Regions from separate parts of the Mus musculus genome. Here all the other regions are linked to region 1. A link is a contact called in public capture Hi-C and promoter capture Hi-C data. All regions are on one chromosome and are shown on one strand. The core of a region is the stretch at or near the end of the contact, and the rest is flanking DNA. Distances in the headings are between cores, read along the strand shown. Region 1 holds the start of Mtnr1a (melatonin receptor 1A). Region 2 holds the start of Pdlim3 (PDZ and LIM domain 3). Region 3 has its middle 390 kb from the start of Gm45488. Region 4 holds the start of Lrp2bp (Lrp2 binding protein).

Region 1 (4,497 bases), core at 1,361-3,860:
TTTTCAGGCTTACTAGGTGTGTGTGTATGTGTGTGTGTGTGTGTGTGTGTGTGAGAGAGAGAGAGAGAGAGAGAGACAGAGAGACAGAGAGACAGAGAGACAGAGAGAGAGACAGCCAAGGCACATGTGTCAGAGAACAACCTTGGGCCTTGGGTGTGAGTCCTTGCCTTCTGCCTTGTTTGAGGCAGTCTTTATTGGTCCGTGTTGGAAACACCGGGCTTTGGACTTATAACTGTTCCTCTCTGCTCCCCATCGGGACACAGAGGCATGTCTGTGTGGGATCTGGAGATAAGAACTCAGGACTTTCAAAAAGGGGCTGGGATGGGAGGAACTGGGACAAGTAAAGGGAACAAAAACCATAATCAGGATGTATTAGATGAGAAAAAAAATTGATTTTTAATGAAATGTGGGAAAGGAACTTAGGTCTCAAACTTAGCAAGTTGAGCCATTGGGCCGTCTTGTTAGCCCAGTTTTGGTTTTTTTAAAAATATACAATTTACAAGGACTTCAGAGAGAAAATGGAGGAAAAAGCTTTGTGTATTTACCCCCAAATTGAGCCTTTTTGATTTTGAGTAGTGGTACCAGGAACTAAACCCAGGGCTTTAGGTATGCTAAACATATACTATACACCAGTGACACCCTCTAATTCTCAATTTCCAGTTTTAATTATTTCTAATTATGAGCCCTAGTCATCTTGCCATTATTTTTACCCACACTCACTCAAAAATGTTACACTCGTTACATTGCATTACAATGCTTCATTGTTACATCATATATTCACATACATATATCATGTCATATATCAACAATATACATCATGTCATATATCATATATATCATATCATATATTGTATTGCTATACCATATATCATCTCCTGTTTTATATAGTTTATGTTATGTTTTTCTTATTATAGGTGTCAAACATTTCTGTGGCCAATACCGGTCTATTGAGAAACACAGTCACTTAGAAATGAGGTTTGGAGCTGTGGACTCAGGGGGACTCAAGTTCAAAACCTGTTTTCACTCATGACTGATTGCATACCTCTGCACGTTACTTCACTGGCCAGTGTTGCAGGGTTTCAGCCAACATATGGCCCTCACAGTGTCAAACCCTGTCAGATTAACATCGTGTAAGACTGCCCATTTGAAAAAGCTCTCCCAGGGCTGTGCAGAGAGCCCTAGGTCAGTTGATGACCTAAGCTCATGGGTCTTTTCTATGCTCACGATGATGGGGTTCGGTCCCACTCTCCCTCTCATGCTCACTTAGTGAGGGGGCCCTTCCTTACCTCAAGTTTAGAGACTCACTTACCCACATTCCCTTAAACATATCTTCCTGTCCATCACCGATTTCCCTCATTGCTAATTTAAAACATTAACCTTCTTAATTCTGTGCTTTATTCTCGGTTTAGATGAAATCTCGCACATCCCAGGTTTGTCCTGAACAGCGGAGGATGACCTTGAACCTCTGATCCTTTGCCTTCCCTCCTGGGTGCTGGGGTTACGTGACTGAGGTGCCACATCCAGTTTATACAGCACTAGAAATGGAGTCTAAGATTTTGCAAATGCTGCACAGGAGCCCTAACGACAGAGCCACACGCTCAGGCCCCTCAATTCTGCATTGCATTTCTTCTTGAAATTATTGATGAACACAACCATTTTACTTAATATGATTTGTTGAGACAGGATTTTATACAGCAACACTGATTGACCACACAGCTCAAGATGCCCCCAAACTGGTGTTGATTCTCCTGCCTCAGCCTCCAGAGCTACGACACATTGTTTAATTTTAATACAGATTTTAATATTGTCATGTCATGCTTTTCTGGTATTCATCTTCTTAAAATGTATTTTCTTCATTTTTCTTCACTCTTTCAAAGGGACTTTGGAAATGCTTAGGAATTGGACAGCCATAAAATATATGGAGAGCATGAAAATTTAAGTGTTCAATATGAGAACATCATATGTTTTGTGTAAGTCTCCTTCCCCATGTTGAAGAAAGTTTTGGGGTTTTGTTCCATTCTGTACAGAGCTGGCTAATGCACTTCCCAGAAATCTTACACTGTGGTTCTACGTCTGCTTCTATTATCTCAAGTTTCTGTTTTCACTGATAGTTTCAAAAGAACATATACACCTGTCATCTGCAAATATTTACATTTTGTTTCGTTTAATTGCCAGAAACACCCAGAACAGACATTAAATCGTGCTATGCCAGACGGAAAGGGTGTGATTTAATATCATTATTACTTTATTTTTACACATCATTGACTATTAAAGTTGATGAGTTAGATTCTATTTTCATCTTCATTTTCCGGATAAGACATCCAGGGCATCTAGTCCTGGTTAGGATTCAAGTTCGTGAATCGAGGCCTTCCAGGGTGCAAGTTTCCCTCCACTTGATGCCTCCACGTGTCTCACCGAGTCTCGCCACACGGGGGCGCAACGTGCACGCACTGTGGGACCTCCGAGTCCAAGTTGCTGGGCAGTGGACAGCAGGTGTCAGCAGGCGGCAGTGGCCAAGTGCAGAGAGGGTGTCCTACCACCGGGAGGGGCTGGAGTGGGCAGGACAGCCGCGAAGCAATCATAAGGATGCAAAGTAGACGCGGGAGGGCCATAAAAAGTGGCGGAGAGGGCTCGAGCAGAGCTGAGCAGTTGAGGGCTCCGGGGCGACAGGACAATGGCCCTGGCTGTGCTGCGGTGAGGCACCCAGGGGACCATGAAGGGCAATGTCAGCGAGCTGCTCAATGCCACTCAGCAGGCTCCAGGCGGCGGGGAGGGAGGGAGACCACGACCGTCCTGGCTGGCCTCTACACTGGCCTTCATCCTCATCTTTACCATCGTGGTGGACATTCTGGGCAACCTGCTGGTCATCCTGTCTGTGTACCGCAACAAGAAGCTCAGGAACTCAGGTAGGGGCTCCGGGCACCTTTCCCAGCGCTAGCCCCATTGCGGGACACTGAGAAAACTTCAGAAAGTCCGTTTCTGAGAAATGAGACTTTGGATAATTTTCTCTCCTTTCTCTTGACCCTGTCCCTCTATAAGATGCCTTGACAAAGATCATCCAGGAGTCTTCAGTTCTTAGAGATGTAAAACTCTGTTCCCTCCCACAGCATCTCTTTACTCATCTAGATCAACGAACTCATCATCAGTTGTTTGGATTTGCATAAAATCCATTTCCCCCAACTTCGCAAAAATAGGAGAAGATGCAGAAGCCGCCAAAAACAACAGAGCTACTGCTTGGCTTTTGTTATCAGGTGTGGTTTTCAGCTAACAGCACCAAATTGCAAGGTAGTCTGGGAAGATGCTAAGAATGCTGAGGAAGCACCTTTGTTCCTCAAGTCAAATCTGCATTTTAGAAGATGAAAACTGTAGCGAGAAATGCATTTGCATAGAATATAGGACTAGAGTTAATTCTGTGTTTGAGTTACAGTTGGGGTTCCCTGGAGCAATGAGCTGACCTAGTTACCCTGCGTAAGAGCGTAAGAGCGGGTTGGTCGGTTCTCCCTAAGCTTTTTTATGCCTTCAAACAGCGTCAAGGTTGCTTGGATTTCTGTTCCTGGTTTGGAAGTAAACTTTTGGTAGAAGGGTAGAGGGGAATCCATTTGCTTAAATAAATGGCCCCAAATGATATTTTTGTCCTAAACCAGGTAGCTGGTGAAAACTCAAATTCAGGCAGCATGTGGCTCACCTTTGGCCTAGCTTCTGCAACGCTTCGGGCTGTGCAAAGTACAAGAATTAGTTTGAAAATATCTGATAATGTGAATTCAGTTTGGCTTAGAAAACGGGATGACTTCCTTTCACGGATGATCGGCCTAAACTAGAATCCAGTCTTCAGAATTCAATAGCTTGGTGGTTGTTGTTTGTGGAGCATTGGCAAAGCCCTAGGCTTGGTCTCCACCACTGTAATAAATGAATAGTTGGGATAAGCGAATAGTTGGGGGAGCACACCCCTTCTGAGAGCTAGGAGTCTCCACAAGCTGCACTGGGACCCTGAGCACCCATACAGAAAGTCCTTGAGTGAGCCCAAGGGTCGGGCATCAGACTCATTCACTTTACAGAGAAGGGTGTAGTGAGGCTCAGTAGTGGGAGGCTCTAATTCTTGGGGTTCCTGCCTGGAGCTCACCTACCTTGCTCCATTGGTCTCTATAACCTTTACTTGAGAAGTCTGAATCCTATGAGACATTTCCTATAAAAGGTGTTCACGATTCTGGTGGCTTGGGAAAAGTACCCCAACTGTCCTACTATTTTGAACATTATTGTCTAAGCAACTTCTTGAGTCCATATACTGCATTCCTCTCACTGTACAGAAGACCCTTGGTGAGTTTTAATTTGCAAAGCTTTAGAGCATCATATTTATATAACTAGACTACTGGCTCAAACACACCATCATTGAGTTCAAACCATTTGAGGCTCTTTTTTTTTTTTTTTTTTTTTTTTAAGAATAAATAGTGATTTGGACCATAGCTAGAGCTAGCTGATTCAAGCATACTGTTAGATGCC
Region 2 (4,323 bases), core at 778-3,277, 820 kb after region 1:
GTCATTAATGGAAAAAGTTGAAGAAGCTCTGATCTAATGGCACCAAATATTTGGTGCAATGATTATATATATACGGAGAGAGAAAGAGAGTGAGGGGGGGGCAACCGGACCTATTAGCCAAATCATGAGATAGGTTTAAATAATTGGTGATGACAGTTATACAACATCTCATTATTTTTGCAACAGTTATTTGTGTGTGCAGACATCTGTGTGTGTGTAGCTGTGCATGCGTGTATATGTGGGTGCACACAGAGGTGTGGGGCAGGGTGGGGGTGTACAACAACCTAGCCAGTGACTGACAGAGGAAACGTGGTCTATAATCATACACCTATTCACAGTAGACAAAATCAACAGAACATGTTATGTTTATTTTACTGATAATTCAACAAAGTAGGACACTGGAAAATACCTGGATCTAGAAAATTGGCCTTTCTATCCCCTGAGACCCAGGCAGCCCAGCACAGTGGGTGGAGTGGTGCCATCCCTGGCTCTGGGTGGGCTGGTGACATTCCTGCCCTGAGCTTTCCCAGACTGTTTTGTTCCATTTACAGGTTCCTGGATCTGTTATCTTTGCTCCAAGCACCGTCCAAACAGAACGCTCTATTGCAAGTGCTCTGCTCTCCTGGGCCAGGATGACCCTGTGCTTGCTCGTTAAGTCCAAGACCCTTCTCTCGGGTTTTAGGCAATTCACACTTCTCTTTCCCCATCCTTGCCTCTCTTCTTAAGAATCAGAGCATCCTAACCCATAGCACCAGATACACTTGATTCTACACTACATCTAAACCAGGATGCTACCCAGACCCCCCCCCCCCACACACACACACACACACCTCTCCTCCTGGTCCAAGCAGACCCTCGAGTTGAGCTAACCTGGATTGTTTATTTTACTTCTACCATTTGTTAGCTATAGGATTTGATGTGAGCTCTTCCAATTCAGAGAAGCTATTCGCCAGCCTGAGAAATGACACCAGCCAAAACAAAGGCACAAAGACACAGGTAAAGCAATCATTACCACACCTGGACCACAGAGGTGACCAACAAATCTCCTTGGTGACCTTCTGCCGTTTCCACTTTCCCAGACGGATTCCTTCCATTTACGGGTTCTTAAATCACTTTTTTCTTTTCTCCCAGTACATCGGAACAGAATGCTCTATTGCAAGTGCTCTGCTCTGGGTCCCCTTTACTCCCACTCCCACAGACACCTTCATTTTGGCTGCAGCATCCAGAGAGGCGTCCTGACTCTTGCCTCCATGTATTAAACAGCCGTGTCCAACATGCAGAGTCTAAGCAGTGTGCTGCCGCCTGCGGCTGGGATAGTTGTGAATGTAGCCCAAACTTAAAACGAAACGTACTTAGCACGCGGTGAGATATTGAGGGGTAAGCAGGGCAAAAGAGGGGGTGATTCCGAGCGTAAACTTCACAGATAACAAAGTCATTTCTGTATCACAAAGACAAGCACAATCTGCGTGGGAACATATATTTTAATTATAGAAATACTCGACTTTTTTTGTTTTTTATGCTGTGCGGGGCGCTGCACAGAAACATTTCATTTTATTGCCACCAAATCCTTCCAATACTCCTACAAGTACAATAATTACTCCTGTTTTTACAGCCGAAAGAAATGAAGACTTTAACTTGACCAAAGCTAGATACTAAGAGAGAACATCAACGCGTGCACAAAACTGCTAAATTCCTAAGTGCCTGGTTGTGCTTGGGTTTTATTTTAATTGAAAGCATAGAGGCTGCGGTGTGATTGCTTTTAACTTCCCAGTAAAGTGCACCGCTGAGCAAGTAGACGATAAACAGGAGGACAGGTGTTACTTAATGGAATGATGGAAGCTGTAACCCGAAGCCTCCTTGGGCGGGGAGAGGTCTGGGCGACTGCACCCAGCTGGGAGCGCCTCTGACCAGGCGCTGTCTCTCACTTCCAAAGTTGGAGCTCTCCTTGGTGGGAGGGGGCGGGGAAGAGGGGAGGCCAGTGACGTCACTCGCAGCAGGGATAAATCTCCGGGACAGCATTCCCAGTTAGGTCGCAGCCCCAGGAGCTAAGTAGGTTGTCCGGTTCCGAGACAAGCGCTTTGCAGAGCCACCGTCGCTGGACCCACTCGAGGGAAGGCACCATGCCCCAGAACGTAGTTCTCCCGGGTCCTGCGCCCTGGGGCTTCAGACTCTCTGGGGGCATAGACTTCAATCAGCCTTTGGTCATCACCAGGGTAGGTGTTTTCCATTCTGATTTTGTGCTACAGGTCACCTGGCATCCGAGAGTAGCCCTGGAGTTAAAGAGAGAAACCAAGAGACCCAGGGAGGGAGGCAGGATGGTGCACTGGCGGGGGCCTGAGCTTCTGGCTCCCAGTTAGACTTCAGCAACAAGCTGGAGGATGCAAAGCAGTTCTGAGATTTAATCAAGGCAGCTCACAAACTCTGCATCCCTTTTCCTTGGTCCCCAGCCACATTAGCCAGAAAGGTCAACTGACAGTGCTGGGCTCAGAGGAGGGCTCCATAGCTGAGGGGTGCTTTTGGCTCCCCACCACACACACACACACACACACACATCAGATATGGAGAGCAAGAAAGAGGTGTCACTCTAGTGGTTATTTGGTGGCTCTACACTTGCATCTGAGCAGTTTTCTTGCCTGGATGGGAACTTCAGCAGGGTACTGTTCTCAGGGCACAGCTTGGACTGGCCAAGTCGGAACCTCTCATATCAGCCAGACAGGGAAAATATTACTAATGTGTATTCCTCCGTTTCCAGGCATTTTGGATAAATATTTTTCCAAAGCTTGGAACTTGGCTGACGAAGCATTACCTATAACTCAAACTGCAAAGAAAACCTGGGCTATAGTTTACCTGATAGAGAGCAACCACTCAGTCTAATAACTTTAAAAAGGAAGACTGTAGTAGCAAAAAACCAAACTGCCTTATTCCAGGGTATCTTAAGCAGAACCCAACAAGAAGGAGGGTGTAAAAATGAAACCCAGGGTTCCTTTTCTGTCAGCAAATTTCTAGAGTAATTGTTAAGCATCTAGTTGATAACTTCCTCAACTTTTGAAAGCAATCTTTTCAGTTACTCATGCAAGCCGTTCGAAACGTGAAAGCACAAACTTTTAAATGTTATCATTTTATGTTCCAAGTGTTATGGTTTTCTTATTTTATGCTTCTCTGCTCATGCTATATTTTATGAATACATGCTTTATAACCTGATCAATCACAGGTTTTGAATAGGGCACTGTACACACATTAATATTATTTGTGGCGCCCTAAGCTTTTGAAGAAGCCCAAAGCGTGTATCATAGGGTTGCATACAACGGCTCATCTCAAGCTTTGTTTTACATTTTTCAAAAAAACATGTAAACACATCTGACATGTGTTTTTATATGAGACATTAAAACATCCCCCCAGAAATGCTCTTAAGTAAATTAAGCAGAAAATGCTTCCATGGTGTGGGCCAAGCCATTCCTTTTATAGATTTACCAAAGAAAACAGTTTCCACTGTCTCTAAGAAATATGCCTAGTTTATAAGGTCCCACTTGCTCATATTAAGTAACAGAAGCTCTTGAATGCTAACAAAGAATACATCATATTTAAATTAAATCCAAAAGAATGGATTATGTCATAAAGACCCTTGGAGAAAATTTATAAAGGAATTATCTTACTATTACTCTGTAACATATCTGTCTAATGAATCACATGTTTGAAGCTTGGGATCATTGACACTTAAAGCAAGATTTATCTTAGTGCAATCTTACATCTGCATTCAGACTACAAAGACCATGTATTTGATGTCATGACATTTTTATTTGAAGAGCCATTCTGTCTTGGATTTTTAACTCAGCTAATGTGTGTCACAACTGTGGGCACTTGATTCAATAATAAACCAGATGTTATTTATTTAAAATACACCTTTCCGATGGTTTTAACTTCTAGGGAACAGATACCACCGAATTGTTCCACCCCGACTGTCCCCAAAGCCATACATATCAGGGATTCTTGTTAAATCAATGCAAGCCCACTTAACTTGGGCTTTTATGCCTTTGTGGATTCTTATTAAGAATATTACGTTCATAATAATTACAGAGACATGAGAAGTCACCTGGGTGAAAATTCAGAGGTGTTAGTGAAAAGTATCTGCTGCTGCTAGGCAGTCATTCCATTTTGTAAATTTAATATTATTCTATTACTTCAGTCTACGCATGAGAAAAATGTCCCTCACTGTCCCCAGTGACATGCAATTTGTCAGTGGCGCTGTTCTTCGGGCTGCTGCCTTTATTCAAGATATCATAACGTCCTGCCCAGAAGCCTGCCTATAGTCTCCAAGTCACCCTG
Region 3 (4,318 bases), core at 1,640-4,139, 980 kb before region 1:
AAAACTTCCTTCTGGTCCGTTTGTATCCTTGTTCCTTCTGTACTTATTGGCTAGGTCAGCTTATGTGCTGATGCTGGGATGAATGCACCCCAAGGGCATATGTAGATGAACATGGTGTCAAAGATGAACCAAGAGTGTTATTAAATTTAATGTCCTTAAAATTCATAGTCCATACCATTGTCTTTACTTTTAATAGACATAAATTTTCTGTATAATGAATTCTAGGCAGCAAGCAGTTTTTCTAGACAAATAATTACATATTTGAATGGGAGGATCTACAATGCTTTATCATATTGTTTTTATTATGATTAAACTTGTTCTTTGAAATTTTGAAACATGTATTAGATGTATTTTAATTACTCTCACCTCATGCCCCTGCCTTCTTCTTCTCTCCCCTACAAATAAAGGCCTTTTCTGGGTTTGTTTCTTTTTGTTTGTTCCGCGACTCATTGAGTTTAACCAAGGTAGGCTGCCTGACTATAGCACTTAAATTATCCCTTGCGAGCATCCACATCTGTATTTGCCAGGCACTGGCATAGCCTCATACAAGGCAGCTATAACAGGGTCCCTTCAGTAAAATCTTTCTGGCATATGCAATAGTGTCTGGGTTTGGTGGCTGATTATGGGATGGATTCCCGGGTGGAGTATTCTCTGGATATTTCATCCTTTCGTCTTAGCTCCAAACTTTGTCTCTGGAACTCCTTTCATGGGTATTTTGTTCCCTAGTCTAAGGAGGAATGAAGTATCCACCCATTGGTCTTTCCTCTTCTTGATTTTCTTGTGTTTTGCAAATTGTATATTGGGTGCTCTATGTTTCTGGGCTTATATCCACTTATCAGTAAGTGCATATCTAATGACTTCTTTTGTGATTGGGTTACCCCACTAAGGATGATATCCTCCAGATACATCCATTTGTCCAAGAATTTCATAAATCCATTGTTTTTAATAGCTGAGTAGTACTCAATTGTAGGACCCCCAATGGAGAAGCTAGAGAAAGCACCCAAGGAGCTGAAGGGGTCTGCAACCCTATAGGTGGAACAACAATATGAACTAACCAGTACCCCCAGAGCTCATATATCTAGCTGCATATGTAGCAGAAGATGGCCTAGTTGGCCATCACTGACAAGAGAGGTCCCTTGCTATTGCAAACTTTATATGCCCCAGTACAGGGGAATGCCAGGGCCAAGATGCGAGAGTCGGTGGGTAGTGGAGCAGGGCAGAAAGAGGGTATAGGGAACTTTTGGGATAGCATTTGAAATGTATATAAAGAAAATATCTAATAAAAAAAAGAATTAAGAAAAATTATCCTTTGCAGTCTGATGAGCTCACCAGCAGATACACAACTGTAGACAGTGAGTCTATCTTTCCCAGAATCTTTTAGTAGCCATATATATCCCCCCCCAATATAACTAATTGTTGACAGGACCACACTTGCACAGGCCCAGTGTAGGTAACAGCAGCTCCTATGAGTTCAAGATTCATGATTGCGTCATTTTTAAAATGGATGGCACTTTACACATTTTCCCCCTATCTTCTGACTTTTGTATTCTTTCCAGTCCTCTTCCATGATATTCCTCATACTTCAAATGGCAGTTCAGGCAAGCTCTCAATAATTTATTCTTTATTCTCAGCAGTTCTGGTCCTCTGCATCCACCTCTGTCCACCTGGGTCAACCCTGGCCTCATCTTCTCTTCCCCATTCATACATCTGGGCACACTACCTACTTTTAATGAAATGAAATTTGTCATTTTATAATATCACTGGAAAAAGTAAGAGGCTCTTGGTGGTTAAAGTGGAGAGAGGACATAATGAATATGAAGGAAATATGTAGGAAACACTCATCATATTTGCCAGAACTTCAATAAACTTATGTTTTAGAAATCAAATATATATTGATTTTAGTAATGTTCACACATTCATTCTTCCTTCTCTTGGATTTTTGTTTATTTCTTTTCACAGTCCCTTAGAAGATTAATAAAGCAATCTAAAATTACAAATTGAAGCTGTCTAAATCAAAGTCTTAATCCTACAATTAAGACCTACTTTAGAATTTAAGAAATGTAATAATTATCTTGATAGGATCAATGTAGTCAAAGAATAAACATATGTAGTTCTCGACACATCAAATTTCAAGTCATTCTCATATTAAGATGACCTATTTTAGAACAAAATGCTCTAATCTGCTCAGTAGTAGTTTTTAAATCCATACTGGATACCTCACCTCAGCGATGAGTTTTTTTTTTTCTTGTCTCACTTACATTGTATGTCTTCCTTTTGGAATTTAAAATGTAAACTGAGCCATGCTACAATGTTAAAGAAGTTATCTGAGCAAATAAAAACTATTGAATTGAGAAACTCCAAATCAGAAGTTGAAGTTCCCTGAAGGTTGGGGAGGAGAAGTTTTTATAAGATGAATATGGAAGCCACACAAGAAAACATTTGATTGACTCTAAAGTTTGATTCACATAGTCTACCCCTCTGGGAAGTTTCTAGTTATGTTATTATAACTCAGTCGACTGCTTCACATTGGTTGAGTGTAAGTTATGTTTTTCTTTAATATAGGTCCTGACATTACATAACTCAAGTTAAAATTTGTATGTGTTTGCAAATTAAGCCAAGTTAAGATTGCATGTAAGGTCTTGTTAGCTACACAGGGGTTTTTCAGGCCTGGTTTGTATTTCAATTTACCTTAACAGGAATTTCTTTTCGTCTGAAGGAAGACTGTTTTGCGGGGAAAGGTTCTACTGGGAAGGCAATTAGGACAACATTGCATGAGTTTTCCAGATGGAGTCTCTCAAAAAAATCTCTCAAAGCCACAGGTGAAGGAAACTGGAGCATAAAGAGATCCCAGAGGGAGAAGTAGAGATTTGAATATAGGGCTGCTGTAATGGTGTATCTCTCCAAGAACATCTCCAAAGCAGAGGACTGCTGCAGACCCACTGAACTTCCTCAGGGCATCCCAGCCCCTGTCAACTCCCAATGAATTCTGTGACTTTAACTTTTGAATCCTTATTTACTGAAACATCTATGATAATACCCTTCTATGAAGTTGTCCCTTTTCCTCTATGCAAAATGGCCTTTAGTAACTGACTACTATATGGCACTGTATCATTCAAGATTCACTTCAAGGCTTACTGTGTGGAATCCTTTTGACTCAACCCACAATGGGCAGCTTTACAGTTTTAGCTACTTTACGATCTTGCACAAATTATGTTAAGTGGATGTCACAGTGTGTTGGAATGATTTGGACCTAATCTGGCATTTCATGGAGGGTTGGACATCCTATTTGGCATTATATGCTTAGACTTAAGCTCAATAAATATTAGCAAGTGAATTTGTGTTGAAGAAATGAGTGAATCAATCTATGCTTGAGAAATAAGACACTAGCAGATGCCAAAAGAACATTATTTTCGCCTCTAGAGGTTATGGTCTGTGACAAAGAAGCTTATCTGTGGACAGGAGTTGAATTCATAGAACCCTGCCTCATTTGGCATGCTTAGATAGCAGTGTGACAGGAAATGACTAGAGAAATTTGAGCAGGATGGTGTAGTAGCCTCTTTTACCACCTAGAAATGCTGACAGCTCACCATATTTCCTAAAATCAGCAACAAAATCCAAGTATGAATATCACTCAGTGGAATGTTATGGTTAGGTCAAAGGAACAGTATTCAGATGGGAAAATATCCAAAAACAATGGTCTGAAGAAGTAATTCTTCTCCTTAAAATAAAATTGTTTCCAGAGGCTGTGGCTTGCAGGGCAATAGCATCAGCTGATCAGCATTGGGTAGAAGATTAGAGCCCCAACACACACACACACACACACACACACACACTCATGAGAATTTGCCATCTGTGATGGCATTTCTAAAAGGATAGTGATCCAGGTTTGACTTTACCTCTTCTGGTGATGGGCATCTTTATTTAGGAGCAAGTCCATTTTACTTTAGATTATTTGCATGGTTGGAGCCAAAATCTGCCTGTACCCAGTGACTCTGCTTCCTCTGTCCAGAGCTACAAGGAATCTAATTGGGTTCTGTATAAAAGCTTCTCATGGATTTCAATGCACCAATCGTTTCCCCCAAAGCTCCTTTTCTCCAAGATTAGAAACACTCCGTTTCATAGAATAATTCCTTGTAGGCTGTTGGCTTAAAAGCATTCAGTCCTCCTTGGTCATAGTCCAATGGACACACTCTGGTGCAATCTCTAAATGTGAAAGAGCTTTGTTAATGTGCCTAAGCATTGCAGCCCACAAGGATGCAGATTTTTACTTTATGCATACAAAATACTTCATTATTACAGCCAGATATTCCAATATATT
Region 4 (4,792 bases), core at 1,297-3,796, 940 kb after region 1:
TGCTTCTGCTGATTTTTATGCTTAATGTCAAAATTTGGCAGAATAAATATATAACCTCACATTTTAAATCTCTTCTAAGTTCTCTTTCCTCATCTTATAAAGTACTAAACCTGAATTACCGTCTTCTAGCGGCCCTTCCTGCTAGAAATCAGAGCAGAAATGACCCCTCAGAAAACAGCTCTCCTAGAGACAGCCTCGTGACTATAGGGACCATGATCAGGCCTTGGGGTGGGAGAACATTGATAGCTATTATGAGACAATTCAGAGAGATGGATTAAAGTCAAAAAGTAAGGAAGGCAGCTGCAATGAACAGTACGGGACAGGGGGCCAGGAGTTCAGAGAAAATCCCCAAGCAAGCAGCAGGCTCACTTTCATAGTACCTTTGTTTCTCCTCCAAGAGGCATGTGTTGGCAGCACGGGTTGTCAGCCCTGTTCCAGGGGACAAACGTGAGAGGATGTAGCACGGACTTCTACAGACTGCAGAGCCAGTGTGTTCAGAATGACCATCTTCTTAAAGTAGAAGACACACATTTCTAACACATTAAAAATGACATTTGCTTGGCTTGTTGTTTTAAGAGATAAAACAAAATGACACATAGGTGGATAGGGTGCCCTTGCTAACCAGCCCTTTGAGATCAGGTACATCAGCTCTCTGCTCTGACAGGCTCCGCCTGTATTCAACAGTGCTCATAACGATCTCTATTTCCTCAAGTATTATAGGAATCAGTACTTATATAGCACCTAGAAAAAAAACCCAAAACCTGACATTTCGTAGAAGCTGAGTGAATTCTTCTCTTTCAGACCCTGTGAAATACTACTTTTTTTTTTTTTTTTTTGGTTTTTTTTTTTTTTTTTGGTTTTTCGAGACAGGGTTTCTCTGTGTAGCCCTGGCTGTCCTGGAACTTACTTTGTAGACCAGGCTGGCCTCGAACTCAGAAATCTGCCTGCCTCTGCCTCCTGAGTGCTGGGATTAAAGGTGTTCGCCACCACGCCTGGCTGAAATACTTCTTTTTAAGTCGCTAAAACGACAGAAACCATGTGCAGTATTGTAGCCAGAAAACAACAACATGAGTTTAAATGAGGTTTGTGTTGTTTCTGTAAATGCTGTTTATGCTTTGTTTCATATCTGATGCCGTTCCTTGAGTTTTCTGAGGTTTCTCTAATCCAGTGGTCCTCAACCCATGTACCATGAGCCCTTGGGGTTACATACCAGATACTTACATTACAATTTATAGCAGTTATCAAAACTATAGTTACGGAGTAGCAAAGAAATAATGTTATGGTTGGAGGGGTCACCACAATATGAGGACCTGTATTAAAGGGCCACAGCATTAGGAAGGTTGAGAACCTCTGCTCTAAACCTTGTTAGATAGTAGCACACTGTATTAATGTCTTCAGAGAAATAACATCTTTTCATCTAGTTTGTGAGTGGTGGTTGACAGTAGGCTGTCATATTTGGATTGCTTTCTTCTATATATCTTACACATGTGGCTTCGTTCATTGGGAACTTTATATTCTTTAGTGGAAACTTAGATTTTGCAATATACATAATCCAATTACTTTACTTTTTAAAGATTTATTCTTATGAGTATGTGTATGTGTGTCTGCATGCATATATGTCCCATGTGAGGGGTGCCAGCAGAGCCGAGAAGTGGGTGGTCACTCTCTAGAGCTGGAGCTACAGGTGGTTGGGACCCACTCAAGGTGGCTTCTGGGAACCAAGTTCAGATCCTCTGGAAACACTTTGACTTGTTTTTTTTTGTTGTTGTTGTTGTTTTGTTTTAATTAATTTCTTTCTATTTTTATGTGTATGAGTGGTTTGACTGCATGTGTGTATGTGTATCACTAGAGAGATACATGTGTGTACATGTACACTAGGCACATGTGTCTAGTGACTGAATAAGTCAGAAGAGGGCATCCAATCCCCAGGAACTGTGTTACAGACAGTTGTGAGATGCCCTGTGGTGTGCTGGGAACTAAACCCTGATGCTCTTAACTGCTGAAACCACATCTCCAACCCAGTAACCAGCAACTTTGTTTTTTGTCTGGTTGTGGACAGGGTCTCACTATTTCGTCCAGGCTGCCTTGTACTAGCAGAGATCTGCTAACCTCAGCCTCCTGAGTGCCAGAATTAAAGACATTTCGCCACCATGCTGGGCCCATTAACTTTGTATATCAAGGAAAGGACACTTTAAGAACCTTTATTTCAAACTACAGATAAAGAAATTAGCTCTTAATTAACTCCTCCCACATACAGACATTTCAGTGATTTTATTTTATTTTTATTTTTTGCTGACTTAGTAAACCATGTCTTTTTTTTTTTTTTTTTTTGAGTTCCACTCTCATCCAATGAAGCAGCGTGTTGCCTAAAATAGTATCCTGTAAGTATGTAAATGCAGCTTTCCAATCACACAAAGCTTCTCTTAAGAACTTCTGTAGACCACCAATCAGAGAGACCTGGCCTGGGCGCTGGCTCCTGATTGGTGGAAGTAAGTTGAACCAGTAGAATGTCAAAGACCAAAACAGAAAGAAAAAAAAAAAAGCATAGCAACAACAGAGTTTGCTGTCTTCACTACTCTCAGCTTAGGCCAACCTGGACTCCTTCAACCCAAATGAGGTGGCCCCTACATTTTATATGAAGGCTCTGATTTACCATGCAGCAGTGGTCCATCTGGTAACATGGCAATCCAGTACAGACTGGAAGAGAAGACTGAGCAACAGAGCTAAAACACAGTGTATTCCCAGGTAAAACAGACGCATCCTGTCATCCGAAACGGATTACTCTGGCCAGTTTCAGTTAAAGGGCGACAGGAAAGTCCTCCGTGACAGGAGCAGCGACTGTGAGCGGTGTAGTCTGTTGCCACTGAGTGGCAGCAGTTGGGAATGACAGGACGCCCCCTGCCATGTGTGAATCCTTAGCCAGTCGGGATTTGTTGCTAGCTCAGGGTCCCTTGGCCAGGCAATGTGGGGCAGATGCTTCTGTGATGGGGAGTGAAGTCTCCCTTGGTGCTTTCCCGGGAGGAGAAATTGTAACCACCTATGTGTTCTTCCTTAACAGGACCCACATTGTGGAGACAGGATGAAGCTGAGCAGCGAGAAGTTGCCCAAAAACCCTTTCTCTCTGTCTCAGTATGCTGCCAAACAACAGAAATTCTTCCAGTGGAAGAAGGAAAAGCCCGGTATACATCTGAATAGTTAATTCTTGCTTGGAAACTATTTTTACTGAAATTCCATGTAAGCTTAGAATAAACAAAACAAACAAACAAAAACCCATGCCACTGGTTTCCAGGAGGTAGTTAATGTTATACTCCTTTCTGGCTTTCCTGGAGATTAGTGACCTTCTTACTCAGACAGCAAGCTGATCCTGGAGGTGTTTCACAATTCAAGCCTGATTACATTTTCACCCCTCCCCCCCCCAGCACTTAGGGATTCGTTCTAAAAAAGAGACGCCAGATGTTGCTTCCCTCAGAGAGCGCAACGCTGCGCTTTACTTCAAATGGATACTGAAAGCTATTTTTACATAAGCTTGTAAAAACTAAACTGGAGATGGCCAGCCCATTTGATTAGTAGTCCTAACATGGCTCAGGCTAAGAGTTTAACTCATTCACAGACAGCTTTGCCCAGTGCATGCAGAGACTGCATTGGAGTGCCTACCCGGCAGTGAACCCTCACCCAAGCACAATAAACACTTCTTGATTATGCCAGGTGTGTGTTGGTGCTGTGATCATGACTCTGCTTAGGTTATGTTCTTTCTCTGAGCTAAGCTTTAGGGATGAGAAGTTGGAAAGAAACTGAGATTAACAGCATCTAATGAATTCTACGTTACGTGTGGCTTCACGAGAGAACCTGCACGTTATATAACTAACACCGTTTTTGCCTTTCTGAATCAGATTATTACCTCCACGCTAATTTGGTGGATACAGCATTGCAGTTCCTGAAAGAAAGAATAAGAAGAGGGGATGCTATGGCATATTTTCTAAGAGGCCAACTCTATTTTGAAGAGGTAACAATAGTTCTTCCTCTTCTTCCTCCTCCTCCTCCTCCTCCTCCTCCTCCTCCTCCTCCTCCTCCTCCTCTTCTTCTTCTTCTTCTTCTTCTTCTTCCCCTTCTTCTTCCCCTTCTTCTTCCCCTTCCCTTCCTCCTCCTCCTCCTCCTTCTTCCTCCTCCTCTTCTTGGTATAATTGTATTCTTAGGATTAATTGTTGGGGCTGTTAGTGTACTAGTAAAGTAGTTGAATAGGGTTGATAAGACCCTAGGTTCCATCTGCGCATCACACACACAAAGCAGAGGCAGAAGATGGTCCCCGCAAACTTTCAAATGAGTCTCTTACACTGTTATGTCAGAGAAATTCTGCGAAATCACATAGGCTGTGGTTGTGGCCCACAGATATAAGATTAAGGAGACATCTGAACCTTCTTCAGAAAAATTATTCTAAAGGTGTCATTTTGAAAAATCCATCTCTATACTGTAAATTTTGTGGTTTTATTTGTAATATGTAGTATCATTAACAAGCTATTTGCATAGGAACAATAATTGAAGTCCCTGATTATTGGGTATGAAAAGTACCTTCTCATATATCCTATACAGCATGAGGAGACCATTTCCTTATTTATCCACATCGTAGTGGGATAGCTCTGTAGGTAGAGAGAAAGACCTTCTGTGTGCTCTCACTTCAGGTCCAGTAATAGAGCGTCAGTTATTCATTGAATTCCAAAGGATTGCGTAGAGTCCCTCTGGATCCTTTGAGTCACAGACTCGGTTTTCTCTAACCGTTTGATACTTGTGCCTTCAT

Evidence for each region. Promoter capture Hi-C pulls out the DNA fragments that hold promoters and counts their contacts. Capture Hi-C pulls out chosen DNA fragments and counts their contacts.
Region 2: a contact with region 1 is called in a capture Hi-C map of embryonic stem cells, with 4 times the contacts expected there. The contact joins the promoter of Pdlim3 here to the promoter of Mtnr1a in region 1. A contact is called at or near these places in 1 of 39 promoter capture datasets (hippocampal neurons) and 1 of 9 other capture datasets (embryonic stem cells).
Region 3: a contact with region 1 is called in a promoter capture Hi-C map of the 3T3-L1 cell line, with 3 times the contacts expected there. The contact joins the enhancer-like site here to the promoter of Mtnr1a in region 1. A contact is called at or near these places in 6 of 39 promoter capture datasets (the 3T3-L1 cell line, the C10 cell line, embryonic stem cells and 2 more), 1 of 115 datasets of contacts at active chromatin or transcription factors (pancreatic cancer cells) and 1 of 9 other capture datasets (adipose tissue).
Region 4: a contact with region 1 is called in a promoter capture Hi-C map of liver, with 5 times the contacts expected there. The contact joins the promoter of Lrp2bp here to the promoter of Mtnr1a in region 1. A contact is called at or near these places in 4 of 39 promoter capture datasets (hippocampal neurons, liver and stem cell-derived epiblast-like cells).

The regions. Positions count from the first base shown.
Region 1 is chr8:45,066,497-45,070,993 of GRCm38.p6, forward strand. It overlaps Mtnr1a (melatonin receptor 1A), which reads left to right and starts at 2,611. Exons shown (of 2, transcript NM_008639.3): 1 at 2,611-2,906. The coding sequence starts at 2,714.
Region 2 is chr8:45,883,460-45,887,782 of GRCm38.p6, forward strand. It overlaps Pdlim3 (PDZ and LIM domain 3), which reads left to right and starts at 2,028. Exons shown (of 8, transcript NM_001374652.2): 1 at 2,028-2,213. The coding sequence starts at 2,121.
Region 3 is chr8:44,090,117-44,094,434 of GRCm38.p6, forward strand. No RefSeq gene overlaps it. Among named protein-coding and RNA genes, the nearest start is that of Gm45488, 390 kb to the left of the region's middle. Within about 2 kb of position 2,890, at least 29 of the 459 cell types and tissues checked have an H3K27ac peak or open chromatin away from gene starts, as enhancers often do.
Region 4 is chr8:46,008,056-46,012,847 of GRCm38.p6, forward strand. Lrp2bp (Lrp2 binding protein) reads left to right here and starts at 2,547. Exons shown (of 9, transcript NM_026278.3): 1 at 2,547-2,745; 2 at 3,059-3,179; 3 at 3,891-4,003. The coding sequence starts at 3,080.